4 separate regions of the Mus musculus genome follow, and all the other regions are linked to region 1. Evidence: chromatin contacts called from public HiChIP or PLAC-seq data. All regions are on one chromosome and are shown on one strand. The core of a region is the stretch at or near the end of the contact, and the rest is flanking DNA. Distances in the headings are between cores, read along the strand shown. Region 1 overlaps Slc22a23 (solute carrier family 22, member 23). Region 2 overlaps Bphl (biphenyl hydrolase-like (serine hydrolase, breast epithelial mucin-associated antigen)). Region 3 has its middle 61 kb from the start of Gm40908. Region 4 has its middle 53 kb from the start of Slc22a23.

The links. HiChIP or PLAC-seq counts read pairs in DNA pulled down with a chosen protein or histone mark.
Region 2: a contact with region 1 is called in an HNF4G HiChIP or PLAC-seq map of pancreatic cancer cells. The contact joins two enhancer-like sites. A contact is called at or near these places in 3 of 39 promoter capture datasets (3T3-L1-derived adipocytes, the C10 cell line and embryonic stem cells), 1 of 484 Hi-C or Micro-C datasets (embryonic stem cells), 1 of 115 datasets of contacts at active chromatin or transcription factors (pancreatic cancer cells) and 3 of 9 other capture datasets (embryonic stem cells, liver and pancreatic islet).
Region 3: a FOXA1 HiChIP or PLAC-seq map of pancreatic cancer cells shows a contact between it and region 1. The contact joins two enhancer-like sites. A contact is called at or near these places in 15 of 39 promoter capture datasets (3T3-L1-derived adipocytes, the HPC-7 cell line, HPC-7-derived erythroid cells and 9 more), 2 of 484 Hi-C or Micro-C datasets (cerebral cortex and embryonic fibroblasts) and 2 of 115 datasets of contacts at active chromatin or transcription factors (embryonic stem cells and pancreatic cancer cells).
Region 4: a contact with region 1 is called in a FOXA1 HiChIP or PLAC-seq map of pancreatic cancer cells. The contact joins two enhancer-like sites. A contact is called at or near these places in 1 of 15 datasets of contacts at CTCF or cohesin (the NIH/3T3 cell line) and 1 of 115 datasets of contacts at active chromatin or transcription factors (pancreatic cancer cells).

The regions. Positions count from the first base shown.
Region 1 is chr13:34,209,945-34,215,680 of GRCm38.p6, forward strand. All of the region lies in intron 4 of Slc22a23 (solute carrier family 22, member 23), which reads right to left. Among named protein-coding and RNA genes, the nearest start is that of Gm52037, 15 kb to the left of the region's middle. Within about 2 kb of position 1,642, at least 32 of the 459 cell types and tissues checked have an H3K27ac peak or open chromatin away from gene starts, as enhancers often do. A contact at or near this core is called in the NIH/3T3 cell line and pancreatic cancer cells, where this site is marked.
Region 2 is chr13:34,049,890-34,055,683 of GRCm38.p6, forward strand. It overlaps Bphl (biphenyl hydrolase-like (serine hydrolase, breast epithelial mucin-associated antigen)), which reads left to right. Exons shown (of 7, transcript NM_026512.1): 4 at 392-545. Among named protein-coding and RNA genes, the nearest start is that of Bphl, 15 kb to the left of the region's middle. Within about 2 kb of position 4,247, at least 28 of the 459 cell types and tissues checked have an H3K27ac peak or open chromatin away from gene starts, as enhancers often do. A contact at or near this core is called in pancreatic cancer cells, where this site is marked.
Region 3 is chr13:34,418,432-34,423,974 of GRCm38.p6, forward strand. No RefSeq gene overlaps it. Among named protein-coding and RNA genes, the nearest start is that of Gm40908, 61 kb to the right of the region's middle. Within about 2 kb of position 2,395, at least 16 of the 459 cell types and tissues checked have an H3K27ac peak or open chromatin away from gene starts, as enhancers often do. A contact at or near this core is called in pancreatic cancer cells, where this site is marked.
Region 4 is chr13:34,395,829-34,401,189 of GRCm38.p6, forward strand. No RefSeq gene overlaps it. Among named protein-coding and RNA genes, the nearest start is that of Slc22a23, 53 kb to the left of the region's middle. Within about 2 kb of position 2,438, at least 68 of the 459 cell types and tissues checked have an H3K27ac peak or open chromatin away from gene starts, as enhancers often do. A contact at or near this core is called in the NIH/3T3 cell line and pancreatic cancer cells, where this site is marked.

The DNA.
Region 1 (5,736 bases), core at 392-2,891:
ATGGGCCAAACAGCTGTTCCAAGGGACCATCTTCTGACCTAGGCTCTAATCCTACGCCCATCAGGGTGGCAGACAGATACCTTGGATACAGTATCTACTTGTCATGTGGGAGTCTCCTGCCTGCCCTGATTTGTCCTCATACCTAGCAGATGCCTCATCACCACTGTGAACACCTCTCCCAGCTCCCTCGGAAACTTATCCTGATTGGAGTTAGCCAGTTCCAATGCCTGAGGGAGATCAAACTGCCACCTTTTTAGTACTGGTTTCACAGGTCCCCTACATCTCCTTCTATCCATCTGTATGGACTCTGACCAGCTGCCTGTGCAGCAGTCATTTAGCATCTGACACCTGACTTGAGCCAGGCACCAACAGCTCAGACTCTAACACATGCTCACCCTGTCTGCCCTCTGCCTGGTTTACAGGCTGTAGTGGCTTCCAAGCTGGCCTTCCATAGCCCCAGCTGCTGTGGTAGGGCAGTGAGATGGATTTGTGGAACATGTCCTTGTCCTGGGGACGACAGGAGCTCACTACCCTGGTAGGGCTTGCATGGTGTCAGAGAGCCATACTTCCCTATGTCTCAGACCTCTCGATACCTCTGCTTAAAGGCACATGTGTAAGCAATGGGATTCATGGCATTGTACAGAACTCTGTACTCAGAAGCTGAAATGAAGACTCTTCTTACCCAAGGGCTCCCAACATCTCGTGTGATCAGCAGGCTCCGAACAGCAGCTGAGACATTTCCAGCTTACTTTCAACTGCTCATTCAACTTTCATGATTGAAATGGGCACTGCCATTTGAACTTCTAGGTCTGTGTTCTTAATTACTTCTCTCATAATTACATAAACTTGCATATATACACTTTGATCATATTTCCTCCCCATTACATGCTCTTTCCTACTTTCTTCTCTCTCTCTGTGTGTGCATGTGGGGATGAGTGCACAAACATGTCCTGTTGCATTTAATTGGGGATGCTTCTGTGAGCATAGGTTTGGGGGAAGATAGTAGACTTGAGTCAGAACAACAGAAGAGGCTACGGCTCTGAGGAAGGTGAACCCCTCCCCACCGGCATACATGTGCCTTTGTTAGTATTACATGATGCTTCATTATTATCTAGGTAATGTAGGATCTTTTTAATAATTTATTTTTATTTCATGTACGTTGGTATTTTGCCTACCTATATGTCTGTGTGGGAGTGTCAGATCCTGGAGTTACAGACAGCTGTGAGCTGCCACGTGGATCCTCTGGAAGAGCAGTCAGTGCTCTTAGCCACTGAGCCCCAAGATAAGAAGGATTTCTTTTCTTTTCTTTTCTTTTCTTTTCTTTTCTTTTCTTTTCTTTTCTTTTCTTTTCTTTTCTTTTTTGCTAAGAATTTTACAGCCTTTTCTTTTCCCTTTTCTTTCTTTCTTTTTCTTTTGAAGCAGGGTTTCCTTGTGTAGCCCTGGCTGTCTTGAATACTCTGTGTAGGCCAGCTTGGCCTTGAACTCACAGACCTCCATCTGCCTCAGTCTTCTGCATGCTGGGATTGAAGGCATGAGCCAATATGCCCACGAATCAGTTGCAAACTGCTCACTGAAGCTTGTGAATGGATTGTTGTGTACCTATTCATGTTCCCAGAGACTGTAGCATCTGTGACTCATCTTTTCCCTTTTCCTGTGAGGGAGACCCGTTCCCCCTGTGAGTAATTGTTAATACAGATGAGTCCCGTGTGTTCTGAGAACCCTACAACCTTGTTTTATCTGTGATTGAATCTCTTTGTATAATGTGATATTTTAAAATAAAATTGTTTTTGATGGAGGATCATGTTGTGCTTCTCACGCTTGGGAAAGAAAAGCAAACCGATCTATGAACTCACACATCTTTTAAACTCATATTTAAGCAGCAAGCAGCACAAGTAATCCATTTAACAGACTTTCACTGTGCTCCTATTAGGATAGGTAGCAATGCCCTTATGACTTGAAGAAATGTTGTTGTCATTGTTAGAGGGCTCATGGAATCTTCCAGGATGAGAACTAAGTTCTGCACCAAGTGTATGCTACCTTTGGTGGCCCATGCACATTCCGGGCCTAGGAGCACCGCAGCATGGGATTGAGCTGAGCTAGCAGCCAAAGGACCTCTGGGAAGCCATGGGGGTATCTCTGTGCCTCAGTTCCTCTATCTGCTTGGGAAGCTACCACAGTGACAACTTTAGGGGTCCCTGGGAAGATCAACGTCACTTGGGGATGTAAGTGCTTAGTGTGGCTTCCAAAGAGCAGCCTTCAGCTGTGTAGTGATGCACACCTGCTGCCTCAGCTACGCAGGAGGACTGCTTGAGCTCAGGAGTCTGAGGCCAGCTTGGGCAATATAGCAAGACTCCATTTCAAAAACAACAAACAAACAAACAAACAACCTGCCCCACAAAACCACAATTTCAACAAATTATAAAAATCTATATGAGTCTGCTTAAAATGGTTTTAGTGACATGTACAAATTAAGACCATTTGCTGTCTTTATAGATAATGAAATTGTTAGCATTTTTAACTGGACCTATGTAGCTTGAGGCCATTTATATGTTTTTATAGTATTTCTCTGGAAACATTTAAACACAGGCACTTGTTTCTAAGGCTCTCTGTTCACTCCCTCCCTTGTGCTAGTTCCTTCTACAGCTGCTGAGCACAGTAGGTGCCACCTCCTCCCCCCTTCTTCCCACCATCACAAGAGTCCTTTCTCACCTGGAGAACTGGCCTAATCCCTTTCCTTTGTTGTTTCCTGTTATTTCCCATCTAGCTTCCCCTCTCTCAGCGTCATCTCCCGTGCTTCTAATGATTGTGATGGTTGCAAAGCTCTCTCGTCAGGATGAAATTCCAGCTCGACAAGGTGTGGTTAATAATTCACCATCTTCACACATCTGGTACATGTCTCTACACAGGGCATTCATGGTGGGTGAACCCAAGCTGAGGGTAGTTTCCAGCAGGTACCTGATGAAGAGTCTTGGCGGAGTGCAAGAAAGCCACCTCTATTGCTCCCCTGCAGGGGTATAGAAACAAGCCAGGAACAGAAACGTCTGCGAACAAGACACCTGTAGCTGCTGATGGGGTTGTCAGGTAAGCAAGGCAGGTAACCCAGTGCAGGCAGCGGGAACACAGCCAGGACGGGAGTTTCCAGAATGAGTCACATGTGTTTATAGCTCTGTAGTGCAGGTAAGGTGGTTAGACCGGAGCCCAAACTCCTGTCTCCGCCTGCAAGCACTTGTGGAAATACCGCTGATGCTGGATATCTGAGACAACCAAGGTGACGCCTGTGTCAGCAGTGGAAGTGACCTGGCTGTTGGCACTCACCCTTCAGTGAAACATCTGTTTCTCAATATAGAGCTTCAGATCCTGTTTTGTGAATGGGGTTGGACTCAGCCAACCGAGGGCACCTTAGCACATCCTTTATGCCCTGTCCTAAAGGGCACTGGGTCCCTATGCCACATGCAAGAGGACTGCTCTTTTTCTTGACACAGGACTGCTTCTCTGACCTCAGGACTCACCTGCAGCCCCAGAACACTTCATGTGTGTTTGTGGTATATGCATGTATGTATATATATGGGTATATGTTCAAGTGCACATGCCTACAAAGTTCTAAGGTTGACTTTAGGGACCTTTTGTGGTTGCTTTCCATTTATATATTCTCTTGCGTGAAGCCAGAGCTTGAGGATTCATTTAGTCCATCTAGCCAGCTTGCTTTGAAGATCTTCTTTGTTCCTACCACCTCCCTCACCTTCCCACGCTGGGATTACAGGAAGGCCACCACACCTGCATTTACATGGGTGGTAGGGAGCCGAACTCTAGATCCTTACACTTGAGTGGCTCAAGCTTCACCCACTGAACCATCTCCCTGGGTCCCTGGGAAAGCTTTTGGATTTTCTGGGTTTTTTTCCCAGGCAAACCTGGATCACTCTGTTGAACACTGCTGCCTCCCCCAGGAGGAAGCTTGCAGCTGATCTTGAAGAAAGCACATCCCTGGAATGTTAAGGCATACTGAAATCTACATACTCTAGAGTGCTTTGGGATGTAAATATTAAGTGTGGTTTTCTTTCCTTGCCTTGATGGTTTGTGAGGGCAGGGCTGTGTCTGCCTTGTTTATGAAGATAGCCCTGATACCTAGGAAACACAGTTTGAAGAATAGAGACACACACACACACACATATCTTTCATGGGTTCTTATTGAGTTGGCACACAGATGTTCACCAGCACAGGAGGGTACACAGCAGATGTGTGAGTAGTCTGTATTACCAAACCTGCCATGTCTTCTGGACCTGTTATGTGACATTTTCACTGTGACTGAGATGACAGCATGCACCCAACCACAGGGATGGCATGCACTGCCCCTGCTTCCTTCGGCTCCTCCAGAAAAACTCCAGTCTTTTCCATTTCCTTTCTGCCACTCCTCAGCAGTAAGTCCCGACCAGGAAATCCCCTACTCCCTGCCCCTCTACTACCCCCCAGTCTTCCACACTTGTAGTCTCCTGAGACATACTCATGTAATACAGACTTTGATACAGCGATGAGAATGCAGGGCAAGACTGTGTTTGTATGGGGAGCTCTTACTGAGGAGTTGTTACCAGCTATACTGCCAGTAGGCTGGGGCCAGCTGGGGCCAGCTGCAGCCAGCTGGGGGAGGCATCTTTCCCACTCTTGCAGCTCTTTCTTAAGGTCCGATTCACCCTTCTCTTACCTCCTACCTATCTCCCTGCTTCACCTGGCAGAATTCCTCTTATTCTTCTGCCCTCTGATGTTCTAGATCATGACTTTTATTCTCTGTATTCATTTGTGCACGGTGAATCTGGAAGGGTTTACATGGATGGGTCAGTTTGACTTTCTTCTGGATTAGGACTAAGATGTGCTGCCCTTTCTTAAGGGCTAATGAACGGCTAAGCAAACAACTACAGAAGAATTTCTACTTGGCACCAAGACAGGGTGCGTGGAGGCTGCAGATACCTTCACCCACCCTTGACTGTGCCCACTCACAGGTACAGTCTCTTCTGTACCTGCTTCATGACAAAGTGCTTAAGTGCCTCTGTGCAGCACCCTGGGGTGCCCACACACAAGCAAGCTCACCCTTGTTCTCTCTGCACTCCCCATTCCTTGCCTTCTGTAGCACTTCCTTCATCTCCAGCCCACAGAGAAAAGTCAGCTGGTTCTGCCTCACCCAAAGGTGACATGAGCTGTAAGCATCCGAAAGCAGCTTACTTTGGCATTGGTTCTCAGACTCACGGGGGGGGGGGGGCAGAAATCCTCCCCCACAGCCCATGACACAGACCTTCCAATCACCAAAGGGTACCTTCATTCGGCTGCTTCTCATGAATCCTTTGCCAAATCCCTACCAGTCTGGCTTGTACTGGAGGCCTTGTCCTGCGCTTGTATAGAAGGGCTGGCTGTATGCTAAGCATGCCTTTTAACTTGCCAGTGTCTAGATGTGTGGTGGCTATGCTCACCTTGGAGCACCCTGCCCAGCTCTGCCAAGGGTTAACTCATTCTTAGTAATACTAAGAGGCTCAGCTTCAGGTTTTACACAAAAATTAACCAGTCTAGAGACCATACCTTAACAACCTCTTAGACCTAGATCAACCTCTTATACCAAGCAATTACCCACCTGCTATGATAACCCCAGGGATGAATAGCAGACAGCTGGGGACAGCTCCATACCCTGACACTAGTTGACCTGTAACTGTCCTACTATGCCTCATCCAGTCTTTCCTGAAGAAACTACAATAA
Region 2 (5,794 bases), core at 2,997-5,496, 160 kb before region 1:
TACAGCTGTGGCTTCACCAGATACTCGGATGCATTTTATCTTAAGATCCTTTCCGATCTCCATGATTGTCCTCTGAGCCACACCCAGGTGCACACACACACACACACACACACACACACAGAGTGCTTGCCATACCCAAATAACAGCAGATTGCTGCTGATTCAGTGATTCCGTATTTGGATATTTTATCCAAGAGGAAGAAGATATGATTCCCACATAAGTCAAAACCTACAATGTACTCAAGGTTCTATAACAATGACAATGTAGCAAAGCTAATTAATTGACGCCAGATCTAAGTGGCAGACTTACAGAACTCTGATCACCACCACCCAGGTTCTTTCAGCGTAGCGCAGTGGTAACTGTGCTGTGCATCCTGCTGTGTCACCCACAGGCTCTACAGTTCAAGCAGGTCTCCCTCCTGGGCTGGAGTGATGGCGGCATAACTGCGCTCATCGCTGCTGCAAAGTACCCATCTTATATCCGCAAGATGGTGATCTGGGGAGCAAATGCCTATGTCACCGAGGAAGACAGCAGGATTTACCAGGGTAAGTGCTGCCCGCCGTAGGCACAGTCATGATGATCCTTCTCATTCCCTCCCCGTCTCTTGCTTCGATGTGTGTTGGCTGACAAGTCACATCTCATCCACTTGCAGTTCTCAGCTCCAAGGTCAAAAGAAGAGTGAGTTTTCAGGAAAGCCACCGAATTTAACCAACCTAGAAATGGATAGTTTTCTATTTCCAGAAGTGAAACTTGCATGACTCAGGCCGAAGCTCCGCAACAGCAGTATTTACACTCGCTACCTCAGGGAGTGAGCTTGGCAGAAGGCGGGGGTGTTGTGAAGTGTTACTCATAACCTCATTTTAAGTAATATGAAAAAGCCAGTTGTGGTAGTACATGCCTGTGATCTCAGCTCCTCACAAGGTCAAGACTGGAGATTTCTGAGTTTGAAGCCAGCATGGGCAATATAGCGTGGCCTGGTCTCAAAATAAAAACCATGAATGAATGAATAAATGGATGGATGGATGGATGGATGGATGGATGGATGGATGGATGGATAGATGGATGGATGAATACATGAATAAATTAATATAATGATTATGTAAGGAAACACTATGCTGAAAAATGAACCTGTGTTTTGCTTACAATGATTTGTACAGTTTTCTTGGCTAAGGCCTTCTTTAAGCTTCTCCTTTAGGTCTTTAGGGGTACAAGAGTGAGGCCAGTGCCATCCAGCCTGTGGTTCAACTCCAGCCTACCACTTTTACAATTTTGAGGCACCAATGAAAGTTAGCTCATGAGTTGGAGACCAAGCTGGGGCATCTACACCCTAACTCTTCCCCATTTTTCTTCTACTCCCAGCATTACTGCCCAGCTTATACCATAGCCAGAGCTTATGGGAGTGTTGGCAGTTGCTAGGCACCCAGCCTTGGCATTGGTTAGTTTCTAGCAACCTTTCTGAATTGGGAGAATCATGTTCTCAGAAGGAGAGAGGGGTTCCCAGGGCTTAGGGGTCACTGGGGCGAAAGAGAGGCTACCTGGGCTTCCAACCACTCTTCCCTGCCAGTCTGACCTATCATGGCTCTCCTTTCTCACTAGAAGCTTTCTGTGTCTCTACTAAACTACAGATGGCCTAACAGAAGAGGTTTGCCCCCAGTGGGTCCAGCATTTTCTCTCCTAGGCTGTGCCTATACTATGTCTTTGATGGATATCTTGGCCTTCGGAGCCTGAAATATTTACTCCCTGGCCCCAAAGGAAAAGTTTGCAGAGCCCAGCACGTGCAAAGTCTCTTCCAGGTATTCTGCTATTCTCATTGTAAACTACTTGGAGGCTAGAATCTTAAGTTCTAGAATCTTAGTTCTCTGTGCTCTTCCTGTTTTTAAAGCAATCTGAAACTCTTAAGTAACAGATGACTTAGAAAGCAACCCTAATCTGGCCTCCACTTGTCCTCACCACCCTGGCTTAGAGTAGCCTGTTCCTCTTTTGCCATCCGTGAGCCCCCGCTGCCTCTGGCACCCAGTGCCCTTGCTTCTTCCAAATCCTCCACTTCTCTTCCTGGGCTCTTGCTCTCTGCCTCAATGGGTAAACACTACTCCTGCTCCAGAACACTGCCCCCTTCCCCTGCAGTTCCTCTTTATTACACTGTGTCCCACTCCATAACTTTACAAAATAGGTGTCTGTGTTCTCTCTACTTCAGTGGCGTTGTGGTCGTTCTAGTCTTCTGCTGCATGGGTCTCACCATAGCAAGTATGGTATCGTCAAAGTGCCGTACTTTTAACTCATCGGGAGCACTCCCTCACTACCCTCTAGACATTTGAGTCATGCCTTAAGTTGTAAGGTCTGTAGAAACACCTCCTGTGTCCACATTGGTCATCTGTGTCACATCTTCCTTGCCCGGCCAGTCACTGATCTTTTAAAGTATCTGTTTCTAATGTTGGCTTGGTTTTGTTTTCTGTCTTCCATTATTTCTGTCCTCCTCCTGCTTGCTTTGGGTTCTGATTCGCTTTATTCCCTCCAATCTCAGAGTAGAAATCTTAGATTATTGCTTTGAGATGTTTAGTCTTTTCTAATATATCATTTAATGCTGTAAATTTTCCTCTAGAGCTGCTAGAGCTAAGCACCTGTGCATATAAAGATCTATTAGATTAATTAGACTTATTAAATACAGATTAGGAAGCAGCCTTGGCAGCCCGGCAAGGGCTGTCTCACACCTGAGCAACTGAGAATCCAGTCCTGTCTAGTAGGGTCTCCATTGGCAAGGCTGAATGTCTTAGCAGTTCCATTCCAAAGGCTTGGAGGATTTTTGAACAGCCATTGGCCTTCAGTCAACATTGGAATCCTGAAGAAGGTGGTTTGAACATTGAGGAAGGAATGCCGCTATATCCTAGTTAGGATTCTTATTGCTATGCAAAAACCGTGACCAAAAGCAACTACAAGAGAAAAGGCTCTATTTCACGTTACAACTCTCAGGTCACACTCTACCCTGAGAGAAATCAGAGCAAAAACTTGAGGTGGAAACCTGGGGGCAGAGATGGAAGCAGAAGCCTTGGGGAGATGCTGCTTACTGCCTTCCTCTTTCTTTGCTGAGTCTGTACACTTACAGTGCTCAGGACCACCGGCTCATGGGGTCCCACCCACAGCGAGCCAGGCTCTCCCATGTCAATCATCAAGCAATAAAATGCACCACACACTTGTCCACAGGCAGTCTGGTGAGAGCATTTTCTCAACTGAGGTTCCCTCATCCCAAACGACTCTCTAGATAGTGTGAAGTTGACATAAAACCAGCCAGCACAGCCAGCAATAGGATAGATGGACTTGCCAGCAAGAGTGAAGTCAAGCAGGCACAAAGAAATTTCCTTCTTCCTTGTCCTGTTATCTGGGCTGCCATCAGAAGGTGCCACCCACATGTGGAGTGGGTCTTCCTGTTTCAAATGATCTGATTAAGAAAATCCCTCATAGGAGTGTCCAGCAGCTTGCTTTTTAGTTGTTTCCAGGTGTGGTCAAGTTAACACCCAAAATTAGCCATCTCAAAACCTACAGATTTTACTGTGTTATATTTTCACTCAGCAAGAGATAGTTCAAAATATCTTTTCTAATAGCGCCTCAAACTTTGCGTTCATTTATAGGCATTTAGAAATGTAACGTTTAATTTCTAAATACCTAGGGTGTCCTAGATATCTTTCTGCTATTAGCATTTAATTCTTTTAGATTTGGGAAACATATCTGTCCGGTTTCAATTCTTTTACTTTGTTATGGCTTACGTTGCACCCTCGGATCTGGACTATCTAAAGTTCTAAAGTTGAATGCCGCCCCATCTCTACTCACCTTTCCTCTGCCATTCAGCTAACAGTCCACGCCCTCTGAATGCGTGTAGCCTTCTCCTGAGGGATCAGTCTCCCTCTGCCCTTTGCATCTCCTGGTGGCTTTGTTCTGTTCATGCCACACAATGACTCCTGAGTTATATCCTCCTCCCCCATACCCGTCACCCTCCTGCTAAGAACCTTGGCCTCTTGGGATATTCTGTCCTCCAGAGGGGGTGGAATCCTTTGTAGGACAGAAATCAAGCAATTCCATCTCCCACTTAAAAAACCCTTGGAACTTCAAAGAGGTCCACTCAGCTTCGCTACCCCCCCCCTCCCCGGTCTGGCTCCACTCCAGTTTCTAACTCTTCTGTCTTCCTGTGGGCTGCCCTTCCTCAGTACACCTTCCCCTCTCTCCGCCCACGTCCTTCTCAGTAATCACGCAATAGCAGCTCCCAGGGTGCTCTGAGGTGTCCCGCAGCCCTCACCCTGGTGGGCCTTGTAATGCTTCGCACATGCCCACACGATGACACTTTGTCCTGGGCACTCTCACCCTTTTACCCCTTTGTCATAGTCACCAAAGAGTGGGTTTCCGATGTGTCCCCTGCTTCCTGAAATGAAAGCTCTCTCTGTCCCACAATACTCTTCACTGTCCAGGATACCTCCAATTCCCTCCTTCAACACCCTGGCCACTTTCTCAACCCAGAAGGAGGCCTCTGGCCCACCAGCCCAGTGGAGACACTGCCTTCCATGTAAGCAAACCCTCTGGGCTCTTGGCTGCTCTGTGTCCTCCCCCAACCCTCCCTCTAACCTTTGAAAGCAGTCTCCTGCTGTGCATGGTACAGTGCACTCCCTCTCCACGAGCTCCCTCTGGGTTGGCTTTCCGGCCACTGTGCTGTCATGGTCCTGGCATCCCTCTCTGTTTGCTCTCTGACTTTGATATTTGGGACAGCGTCATTGAGGCCCTTGGAGCTGGCCTTGCTTTCTGTTCTGATCCTCTCCTCTTTTACTCTGTGTGTGTGTGTGTGTGTGTGTGTGTGTGTGTGTACATGTCTGTGTGGGGGCACTCACACACACACACATGCATGCATCAGCGTGGGGGTGCATGTACATGTGGCTGTACACGTGGAGGCTAGAGGTCCACTTCCAATGTTTGTTTTCTGCAATGGGATCTCCTACTGAACTTGGGGTTCACAGCTTAGCTGAGGCTGGTTAGCTTGTGAACTCCACAGATCTGGACTGACATGCTGACTGACAGCCTCATCTTCCCCACCTTTAAAGATGGCATCTCAGTGTGTTGCCCATGCTGGCCTCAAGCCCTTGGGCTTGAGCTATCCTCCTACCTCAGCCTCCGGGGTAGCTCAGATTGCAGGTGCACTCCACCATGCCATGCTGTCCCCACTCTGTGCCCTTCTGTTTTCTCCTGAGCCCCACACAATGGACTCTTCATGTGATTCTTATCTGATTGCCACATAGATACCTCACTATGTCTACAACCTGAACTCAGTCGTTTCTCTCTATGTGTTCCTCTTGCTAAATGTCTTGCCCTAGTAAATGATTTACCTGGGAGTGCAGTACATACTGGGTTCAGATTGGAACACAGCCTCCCATTACCTTGGCTTTACTCTCTGTAGCTTCACTCAGCTGTGTTCTGAAATTGTTAATGGAAAATTCCAGAGTAATCAATCCTTACGTCCTAAATTGTGTGCCACTGTGAAAAAAATGTTGGTGTATTCTGCCACACCTGATGCTGCTACATGCTACCCAGAACACAAACCATCCCTTTGTCCAGTGTGTCTATTACGCTCTGTATGCTACCTGCCTGTCTGCCTTAAGAAACCATGTTGGGCAACAGATCCACTGTCAGCTTGCTGCCATCCCTGCATGCCATGTGCGCTTGTTTTACTTAAAACACGTCACATAGTGAAGACGGATGCTGGCAGCCCCACTACAGTGTGTTCTAATTGTTCTGGTATACATTAGTTATTTCCAATCTC
Region 3 (5,543 bases), core at 1,145-3,644, 210 kb after region 1:
TTGATGCTATAAACTATCATAACAGAGGCAACTTATAGAAGAAAGAGTTTGTTTAGGCTTACTGCTTCAGAGGAAAAGTTCTCAGCATTAAGGGTGGCAGGTAACCAGAGCAGCACTATCACATCTTCCACTGAAAACGTGAAGTAGAAAGGAAGAGAAATAGGGTGAGGTGATTTATGCTCAAAGCCCACACCCAGGGATACGCTTCCTCCAGCTAGGCTCCACCTCTTACAAGCTTCACATATGGATGTGTGTGTGTGTGTGTGTGTGTGTGAGTCTTCAGCCCACAACTGAGCTGTTGACCATAGTATGATGAGATTGGAGTACAAAGAATTCTAAATCCATCGGTTTGGTTCTCAGTTTGACCTAATAATGAGACATGTAGTGTTAGTAAAATTATGTTGTGTCTCTACATGCCTGCTTTACCATTTATGACTGTTGATTTAATGTGCTAACTTTACTGGGCCATGGCTGGGTTTGGCGGTACTTACCTTTAGTTCTGGCATTTGGAGATCAGAGGCAGGTGGAACTCATGTTGCAGGCCACCTTGGTGATAATTGGAAATGTCAATGTGGGTGTGTCTACGTATCTGTGAGTTGTATTTCTGGACAGGCTTCGTTTTTGAGTAAGTTGACCAAGCAAAGCACACATTCATCCCCAGCATTGGTAAAGCTGCATCTGTCCAAAGCCCAAGCAGCACGTAAAAGCTGACACTTGCCCATAGCAGGGTTCTTCTTACCTAACTTAGCATTGTCCTGCTTTGGAGCTTGAATTGAAATCTTGGTTCTTCTTGCATCTGGAGCCTGCTGATCTTTGGACTAGAACTTATACCATCTGCTCTCCTGGGCCTCCAGCTCCATGACTCACCCTGCAAATCTTGGGACTTGTCTGCTTCCATAACAACACGATTTTATCCCTTACAACAAATCCCTTTATATATAGACACATCCTGTGGCTCTTGTTTGGAGAAGCCTGACTAATATGCCACCCTTATAAGCGGAATAAGATGTCACACACCCCCCCCCATGGTTCTTTCTATGATTAAGTGAAGATTTTCTGAAACTCAATGGTAGTTCCATGGCAGTCATTGTCATTGTTATCATCAATCATCATCACCACCATCACCACCACCAGCAGCAGCAGCAGCAGCAGCAGCAGCAGCATCACCACCACCATCACCAGCAGCAGCAGCAGCAGCAGCAGCAGCAGCATCACCACCACCAGCAGCAGCAGCAGCAGCAGCAGCAGCAGCAGCAGCATCACCACCACCAGCAGCAGCAGCAGCAGCATCACCACCACCATCACCACCACCACCATCACCAGCAGCAGCAGCAGCAGCAGCAGCAGCAGCAGCAGCAGCAGCATCACCACCACCAGCAGCAGCAGCAGCAGCATCACCACCACCATCACCACCACCACCATCACCAGCAGCAGCAGCAGCAGCAGCAGCAGCAGCATCACCACCACCATCACCACCATCACCAGCAGCAGCAGCAGCAGCAGCAGCAGCAGCAGCAGCAGCAGCATCACCACCAGCAGCAGCAGCAGCACTGTCATTGGCAGCAAGAATCTGAGAGTAGTTCCAAAGTTAATTTTCAATTCTGGTCTTATCCACCTGACACAGTGGTCCATCCTCTTCTTGATACCTCACCTGTCCCCCTTCTAGTTGCTCCTCAGTGAAGGGATTGTTTTTCCTACCTGTTTAGCCTCTTTGGTCCCTCAGTTGCTTTCTCCTCCTTACCTGGACCTCTAAATACCATAAAATCTTCAGTCCTGTCTCTGGAATAATTAATTTTCTGTCTATAAATATAGGGTGGCCTCCCAGGGAGCAGCTTCTGAGGAGGTTTGGGAACTGCTCTGAGCACCAGCACCTGCTGAACAGGTCTGACTAGGGCTGGAGACCCACTGGACTGACTTGTGATGCTAGAAGAAACAATTAACTCTCACTGGGAGCTATGCAGCCAGGGTGGCCCTTTAGAACCAATACACTTGGAGGGAAGGCCCTAGACCACTGGGCGTGGCTTCCCAGAGGAAGAAGTATGACCCCAGGCCAGGCCACTGTCTTCTGCAAAAGGGAAGCCTGAGAGAGACTCAGCCAAGTGCCATCTGCCATAGTACTCCTGTGACTGGGAAAATGAACCCCCTATCCTCAAGGGGATGAGGTTGACACGGGAAGCCACTTCCCACTGTCAGACATAACCCTAGCACCAAATTACTAGAAGATTGAGAGGCTCTGAGAGTTAATTCATTCTATCATAAAGATTATGGGAGACAGAAATCTCGGAAAAGCACAGCAGGCAATTCCAGAATTGCACAAACAAAGTGGTCCCAGAGCTCTCTGTCACACTGAGTCAGCCTCCTGTCCACAGACGTCATGTGTATTTACATAAGATTTATCGCCTGTCTTCCTTGTGTTTTATTTAAGAAGCATCGAGTTATCCTAGCATCAGCTCTGATTCCTCCTTACAGTGAGGACTTAACTGAAGCAATTAGATTTGTGCCATTGCCTTCTCATCTAAAATGTACTACTTAGTCAGCTCCTGGGGTTTAGAGTACAGCCCTGTGTCTTATGTCCTCTGCACATGGCTGGAGGAAGGCTGTCCTTTCACTCACCTTTAAGCACCTGACTGAATTTCATTTGTCATCCAGGGATGACGGCAGCCATACGCATTCTGACCAAACACCAAGTTTAAAGAAGGCCTTATGCAACATAGATTTCACAGAAATGAGCACAGAACTCAGCATAAAACATTGTTTCATGATTATTTTAACCCTGGAAGAAAAACCAGGCTGCCATTTCTAATGAAAAGAATGAAACTTGAAGAGCAGTTCCCCAACTTTGTTAACTGGTCTCCAGCATGTGGAGGTCGAGGGGAGTGGGAGTGGGGGTGCTTTAACTGTGGGATCTAAGGAAGCGTTATGTTTGGAGCTGGGAGGGGGGGGGGCTGACAGTAAGCCAGCTTTGCAGCAGGAATTCCTGCCCTGGTTTCAGATCAGGGAGACTCACACCTCCAATGCCTCTCTGTTCTCTGTAAAATCAATTCATTAAGTAGACAAGAAGGGGTACCTTTATGGCAGTTAGCATAGAATTCCCTAGAGCTCTTCATTGTTTTCTTATAGGACATTCTGAAACACAATTCCTACCATTGCTGTCCCCAGAAGTTGCCCAGACTTTCCGAGAGCCACAAAGCATTCAGAGGCATCTATAGTTAGTGACCCTTCACATTCCCCAGAGTTGGGAAGGATGAAACTAGGTTTCAAGCTGTGTGGTTTAGAGAGTAAGAATTCACTAATCAGAATATACCATCCAATTTGGAACATGAAGAGGCAGTTGGCCCCATTTAGGTTTAGACGTAAATCTGAGCGAAAGTAGCTGTTGCTGTGGTTATTGGGTGGAATTCAAGCCATGTGCAGAGGAGCTGAATAACAGAGCTGTAGTCAAGATCCCAGAAACTGGCTCCCAGTGGAGTCTGTCAAACATGCCCCATTACTCAAAAGTGAAGGCTGACCAGTGCATAATGGTGCAAAGCTAGAAACTAATATTTTTTCTTCCTTTAAAGCACATAAAATTCTGATGCTGGACAATCGGGTTAAGCTCTGAAACTGCAAACTCAGACCTTAAGTAAACTGATGATAGACTCAGATGAGAGGCAACAACATCCTTCTGTTTCATATGATAATGTCTAGGCACCTATCTGAGGGTGGCCTGGGAGTCCTAAGCCCAGAGGAAGCTCTTGGGATATAGCAAAGCAAGGAACGGAAGACTTAGGTTTAGAGGCACACACTGAACATTCATCTCTCACATCACAGGAAGGCAGAAGATGGATGGAGTTCCAGTAAAGCTGTGCCTCAATTTCCCCCGGAACCAGATGGAAAGCAAGCATCCTTAGTGGCCGTCTTCCTTACTTTCCTATTGCTGTGATAAAACACTGTGACCAAGGCAAAGTGTAAAAGAAAAGGTTTTAACTGGGCTTATGGTTCCAGAGGGTTAGAGTGCTAGAATCCATGATGGTAGCATGGTAGCAGTAACAGCTGAGAACTTACAGCTTGGACCATGAGGGGGAGAGAGAGGAGAGAGAGAGAGAGACAGAGAGAGAGAGAGAGACAGAGACAGAGAGAGAGACAGAGACAGAGAGACAGAGAGACAAAGAGAGATAGAGAGAGAGACAGAGAGACACAGAGAGACAAAGAGAGAGACACAGAGAGAGACAGAGAGACAGAGAGACAGAGACAGAGACAGATACACACAGAGAGACACAGAGACAGACAGAGAAAGACACACACACACACAGACACAGAGAGACACAGAGAGACACAGAGAGACAGAGAAAGAGACTGGGAGTGGGAGAATGGCATGAGTCTTTTGAGGCATCAAAGCTCTCTCCAAGTCACATACCTCTGCCAACAAGGCTACACCTCCTAAAACGTCTCAAACAGTTCTACCAGCTGGGGACCAAGAATTTAAACATATGGGCTGATGGAGATCATTCTCCTTCAAACTTCCACACCGGCAAGGGGAATCATATTAGCCTTGGCACTGTGCTGGTACCAAGAGTGGCAGCCATCCCTTCTCTCCTCTGCTCTCTGAGTACCATCTACTTGTGTGGTAATCCAGACCCTCTACTGTTAGGGCGGATTCTTCCTTTGGATCTACTTCTTATCCTTGTGTTTAATAACTGTTCTCAGGAAGCTCTGGTAACTGATTTGGAGCAGGAACATAAGCTGTGCACAAAGTATGAGCTGGAATGTGGGAGGGGGTTGATGGAAGGGAACTAAGTCTGTCAGGAAATGTATGTTTCTGATGGACGCTTGCAGCCTGGATAGAGCATTGTTCCATCTTTGGGAATGCAAGCAGTATCTGCAGGAATCAAGTGTGTAGACTATGGGCACAGACTGTTAAGTGTTAGTGCTGGGACCAGGAAGAGATCTTTGCTGTGGTATGGAACGGAAATCACATGGTTTGACAAGGGTTTAGGTCATAGGAAGGCAAAAATATACTTAAGCTCTGTTGGTGTTTTTGTGTTTATCCTATAGAAGCAATTCATATCCAAGACTGCTAAAGCTCATTTCCTTTTAACCTTTGGTTTAAAAGATGTTGAGGCAGTAAGGTGTGGGGAGACTGGAGACCTAGGGGTCTGTAAGACAGCTCCGCTCTCCAGTCCACAAGCCATGTGATATGAAGAAGTCATTTGACTGCTCTGAACTTCATTGTTATATCCAAACAAGGAAGATGTAACATGGAATCTGTGAATGGGATGTGAAAATTAATCAAGAGATATGTCAATCCAACTATTAAAATAAGTAAATGAAAATAGAATTTGCATCAACTCATTGTGTGACAGTGAGACCTAGTGTCATTCAACGGAACCAACCATGTGCCTTGTCTTCCTTTCCATGTTCTGTCCTCACATAAGTTCCCCATTGCCTCTTCTGGAGGGAATCAGGATTGCCTTAGTGTCTGGGATGGAGGGATGAATGAAGCTTGCTCCCTTTGCTGTGCATGATCTTAGCAAAGCATGCAGTGGCTAGCAAGTGAGTCCTGA
Region 4 (5,361 bases), core at 1,188-3,687, 190 kb after region 1:
TGCAGGGTGTGTATTTATGGTTTCCAGTTCACTTTTCTCTATGATGGTCACCTTCCTGTCCAGATGTTGTTTGTATAGAGTCTATGGCCACAGATTAGATTATTCATGTTCATGCATACATTTGGGATATTATATTTTGTTATCTGTACTCTTCTGTCTCATTGGACTGTCATCTATAAATTCATGTGCCATTTTTTTTTTTATTCAACACCAAGGTTTGTGTCTGTGTGTTTGTGTGAGTGTGTGTTTGTGTGTGTGTGTGTTTGTGTGTGTGTGTTTGTGTGTGTGTGTTTGTGTGTGTGTGTGTTTGTGTGTGTTTGTGTGTGTGTGTGTGTTTGTGTGTGTGTGTGTGTTTTAACAACTGGGGAGAACATCAATCTTCCCCCCTTTCCTTCTCTTAATCTGTAGCATGGCTAGTTTTAGTTTTTTAACTCTTAACTCCCCCCCCCCCTTCCTCAAAGCTCTTGGACCATAGATGCAAGCCAGCACACCTGACTCTTCCTTTTTCTTTTGTCTTAGAGTTATCCTGGGATATGCTTGCTTGATTATTTTGAAGGCATCTGCTTATTTACCTTTGAAAGTAAAAAACATGTTGGGGAATTTTGAGGCTGTTAAGTCCCGCATTTATTCAAAGGAGATGCAAATTCTTAGAAAGACCCTAGATTTTTTCCCTTTCAAGCAACAATTTGTGATGGAGCTCACAAATAATGTGCTACCACATGAGAAAGGCTACTATCTGGAACAGTGGGGCTAATGGGCTTTAGATGCTCCTGAGAGGTTCAGACTAACTGAGAAGGACACAGCAACACATTATACAAATCAGGGTATTTCTCCAAGAAATGCTAGTACTTCAGGCTCCTTGGGATATACTAGAAGATCTTTCGGGGGGGGGGGGGATCATTATTTTTAAGGGTAATGACAGGTTGAGGACCTACTATAGACTAAAGCTTGGAAGGAAACTTACATACAGTTGGATTCTATTTCAAGGAAGAAATATCCATAATGGATGTTAGTGAAACAATAGATGAAAATTGAATTTGTATTGTGAGTTAGACCTTACTATTATGTCCATTTAATTTACCTGAACTTGGTCCTTGTAGTATGGTTAGAGAGAGACTATCTTGTCTTACAAAATCCGTGCTGAAAATTTTGGGAGTAAGTCACATAATGTTTGCTATGAGTTCTTAAATTGTCCAGAAAAAATAACATGTGTGCACTGAGAGAGAAATGGTTAAAGTAAAGGAAGCAACTCATTAATAATTGATAATCTGAGGAAATGGTAGAGTGGGTTAAAGTGCTTGCTGCATAATCGTGAAGGTCCGAGTTTGGATCCTCGGTGCCTATACAAATGCTGATATGTGTGTATGTGTGTGTGTGTGTGTGTGTGTGTGTGTGTGTGTGTGTGTGTGGTCTGCCTGTAATCCAAGTAGACCAAGCTGGCCCTAGATTGATGGGCTCTGAATTCAAACAAGAGACCTTGCTTCAATATACAAAGTAGAGAGTAAGCAAAGAAGAAACCCAACATCAGTATCGGGACTCCATATCGATGTATGCACATGCACTCATACACATAGTGCACATTCAAACACACATGCATAATGCACACTTACCACATACAAAACATATGCAAAAAATTAAGGTGGAGAACAATATAGGAGTACACCTGACATTAACCTTTGTCCTTCAGGAATGCACACATGCACATATGTAATCACACATGCATGCATGCACATGTACAATCACACACATGCATACACATAAGTAGAATTGGTAATCTGTGTGAGGACTATTGAGATTTTTGCAATTTTGGTAAACTTAACACTATTCAAAGGGAAGGAAGATGAATGAATGTTCAAGTGAGTAGATTGTGCTAAGAAAAAATGTTTAAAAGAGTAAACTTGCTTTTTGTCAATTCAAATTTGATTTTGACTTTTAACATATTGTTCAGAAATAATCAATTCAGGCCAATAAACCTTATTTTTAACCCCCTTAATTAATCTTTGCTGCTTTGATTAAAATTCACATATATGAGTGTATATCCTCCTCCACCACCACTCTGTCTCTGCCTCCAGCAACTTCTATCTGCAGCAAGACAGCTCATCTCTCTTGGGTACCTGTCATGCACCAAACAAAGATCCAGGAAGCATGTGACAGAGCAGAGCTTGCTCCTGAGAGATCGGTGATCAGTAAAATGATATTTGATCTCAGAATTCAAAGTCATTTATGAAATCCCCTCAACACTTCTTTGGGGATGTGTGTGTCCCGGAACGATAACATTAATATCCATTGCTGCTACCATAAACAGATGCTCAGAGTGTACCAGGCTGATATTGTGTGACTCACATGCTTGAATTGTTTACTCAGACAACTTTGTATGCTCTTCATCTGACAAGCAGGAAGTGAGTAAACCATTCCCTGGCAAGCAGGAGGCATGCCTCTTTGTATGCTCTGCCAGGTTCCTACTGTGCAGAATGAACACTCTGGGCCATGAGGTAGAAATCAGGCTCCTAAGCTACAAAGTTGTGAGAAACTTCCACGGTCCTAGGGTTGGACTGCTCGTTGCCTTAGAATGCATAGACCAGTGATCCAGAGAACTGGTGTTCAAGTTGCAAGGCACTCCATCTCTAAGAGCCTGGAGAAGGGCTTTCTTCCCAAAGAGTGCCTGCTCCAGGAAAGGATTCGCAAACAAAACCTGGGCAAGCAGAGGAAGCCACAGGAACCACGACAAAAGGAAACAGATGCTGGCCCCAAACAAAGAGAAACTCGAAGAGGTGGGGACAGTAAGGCTCAGCAGGAAGTTAACGGAGCTGCCCCGGGTGATCCTGACCCCAGAGGCTGAGAGGAAGGGCTTCTACTTGGGACAGTCATTCATACTAGTGATGAATGGGACCCTGAGTTCTTGCCCTTCTACTGTGGGTCCCCTACCCTCTCGAGTGCATGGCATGAAAAAGGGAGAGAAGGAAGAGAGTGAGAGACAGAGAGAAAGGGAGAGAGAGACAAGAGAAAGACACACACACACACACACACACACACACACACACACACAGAGAGAGAGAGAGAGAGAGAGAGAGAGAGAGAGAATTAAAGTTCACCTTATTAATTAATGAATCAAAGATTTTTCTAGGTTATTAAGCCCCACTTCTTGGCAGGGACACATAAAGAAATGGCTCATCTGGGCTGTGGTTGTTCAAGTACCACTCAGCATGATTCAGCAATATAGTTGGTGCTTCACCCAGCTTCTGGTATCTGCCTCTTCTTGTTTCTGTGCCTCCCGTGGTTATTGTTAACACAAAAGCGGCCTCAAAGGGAATAAGAGATAAAAATGTATTCTGGAGTTAAATAAGAGCGGCCATGGCTCAGGAACACAGAATTTTCCCCAAGTACCATAAACTTTTTATTAGTTGCAGAATAGAGAAACTCATAAATCATGGTGTTTACCAAATACCTCTGTGGGGGCCGCAGGTAAGCGGGTTGCTGCAAACAGCAAAAGCTGCCCTGTGCATTTGAGATGGTAAATAATGGTATTCCTAGTAACTCTCCAATTTTGAACTTTGGTCATTTGGCCATGGACACTCTTTCACACAGGTGCAGCCCATATCTCTTCCATTCGGTAACTTCAGCTCACAGCATAAATGATTCGTTTCCTCTGAAACTCACATATGATGCTACAATTTCAATTCAGCGGCATCGGGGAGTTGTAGAATATTTACGGGGCCCTGAGACGTAGCCTTTACAGGTAGATCATTGTTTTCCCTGAGAGACTGGGCTAATTTTCTTAAGGCTGGCTTAGTTACTTCAAGAACAGATTGTTACGAAGTGAGTCAAGCACTTCTGTTACCATGACACATGGATGCTTCTCCTCATTCGACAACTACACTCCTTTCTTTCCACCATGAGGTGAATGAGCACATTGTCCTTGCCAGGTGCAGCCATTCCGTCTTAAAACTTCCAGCCTCCAATCTGCTGTAGCTGAGCTAACCCAAGAGAAGGAGACCAGGACAGGCTCTTTATGAATTGGAAGGCTTTCTCGAGTCACACAAACCCACCCAGGGCACACAGTCCTGTGACAAGTCTAGAGGCAGCCCTGAGCTAAGTGAACAGGGGATTATAAAGGTAAAAAACACAAGTTCAGTACCTCCCGTTGACATAGCTGTGATGGCTGTTAGCAAGCATGACAGGATGCGAACTTTTAATAAGAAGAGGGCACAGTAGTGTCACCATGGTGCCTCTGTTTGATCGGAGTTACAGAAGCAAAACAAAGTATATTAGAGAAAGTTTCTGTAAGGGTCGCACATGCCCTAAGGTCAGACTGACTGTAGTTTCAGCTTGAGGTCAGGATTTAGCAAATATGTTTTCCTCACAAAAAAAAAAAAAAAAAAAAAAATCCATTTTCCCCAGTCTCCGGTATTTTGTTTTAGCAACAGAAAAAACTAAGACAGCACCCAGCACTGGCCTTGTTCTGTTTCAGTTTTGATGGCCAACGCCTGTACATCAGTTGCCCTTAGTGACTAGAACCAGTTTGTCTCCACATGTGGAATTCTGTCCTAAGCAAGGGCTACCCGATGAAGTAATATGGAAACCTGGCTTAGAGCCCTTGTTCTGATGTAGGACAAACTGATAGGAGGGATAGTTTTCACTTTGAATTTCTTGTCAGGCATCACCTGGAGTTTGGCTTGGGGATCTTGCCTTTCGAGCTGTGCGGTTTCTGGGCCCTTCCCAGCTCCTCAGGAGAATTACCTGCAAACAGCACTTGCTCATGCAGCCAGATCTCAGGACCTGCTTCTGGGGAGCCTGAACCTAGATGACCCCTGACATAACCTTGAGATTTTTAAGAAAAAAATGGCCCTGGATGTTACAAGAAGGGGCCAAAAAGAATCTTCAGAGTAGGGCCGGTGTGAGAACAAACCTTCTAAAGTGTCTTTTAAGGTACAGACTCCTGAACAGCGAGAGGCATGACTAAGTATGAGGTTTTCAAGACTCTGACAACAGTAAAAGATTTCTGAATGCACAGCAAACAAAAATGAATTAAAAAACGAATGAGGTAACAAAGCTCAAGAGTTTCTGTCGGTGGTCACCCGAGTTGCCTTCCCGTGGCTTCACCGCAGCCTCCGTTCTGAACACACATGTGTGATTTGCTCTCTGAACACACTCACACCACTCCATCCCAGTGGTCTCTGCCTGGAACACTTCAGCTCAGAAATAAGACACTGTGTGTTATAAACCACAATGTTTACCCTGTAGCTACAAAGTTTTCTATTCTTATGGAAACATCCTGTGCTATACTTATAAAAAACAAAGACTAAATGTTTCCTTCTGCCATTACTCAGTGTGCAGTATATCTTTGCAATGTATCCTATTAGA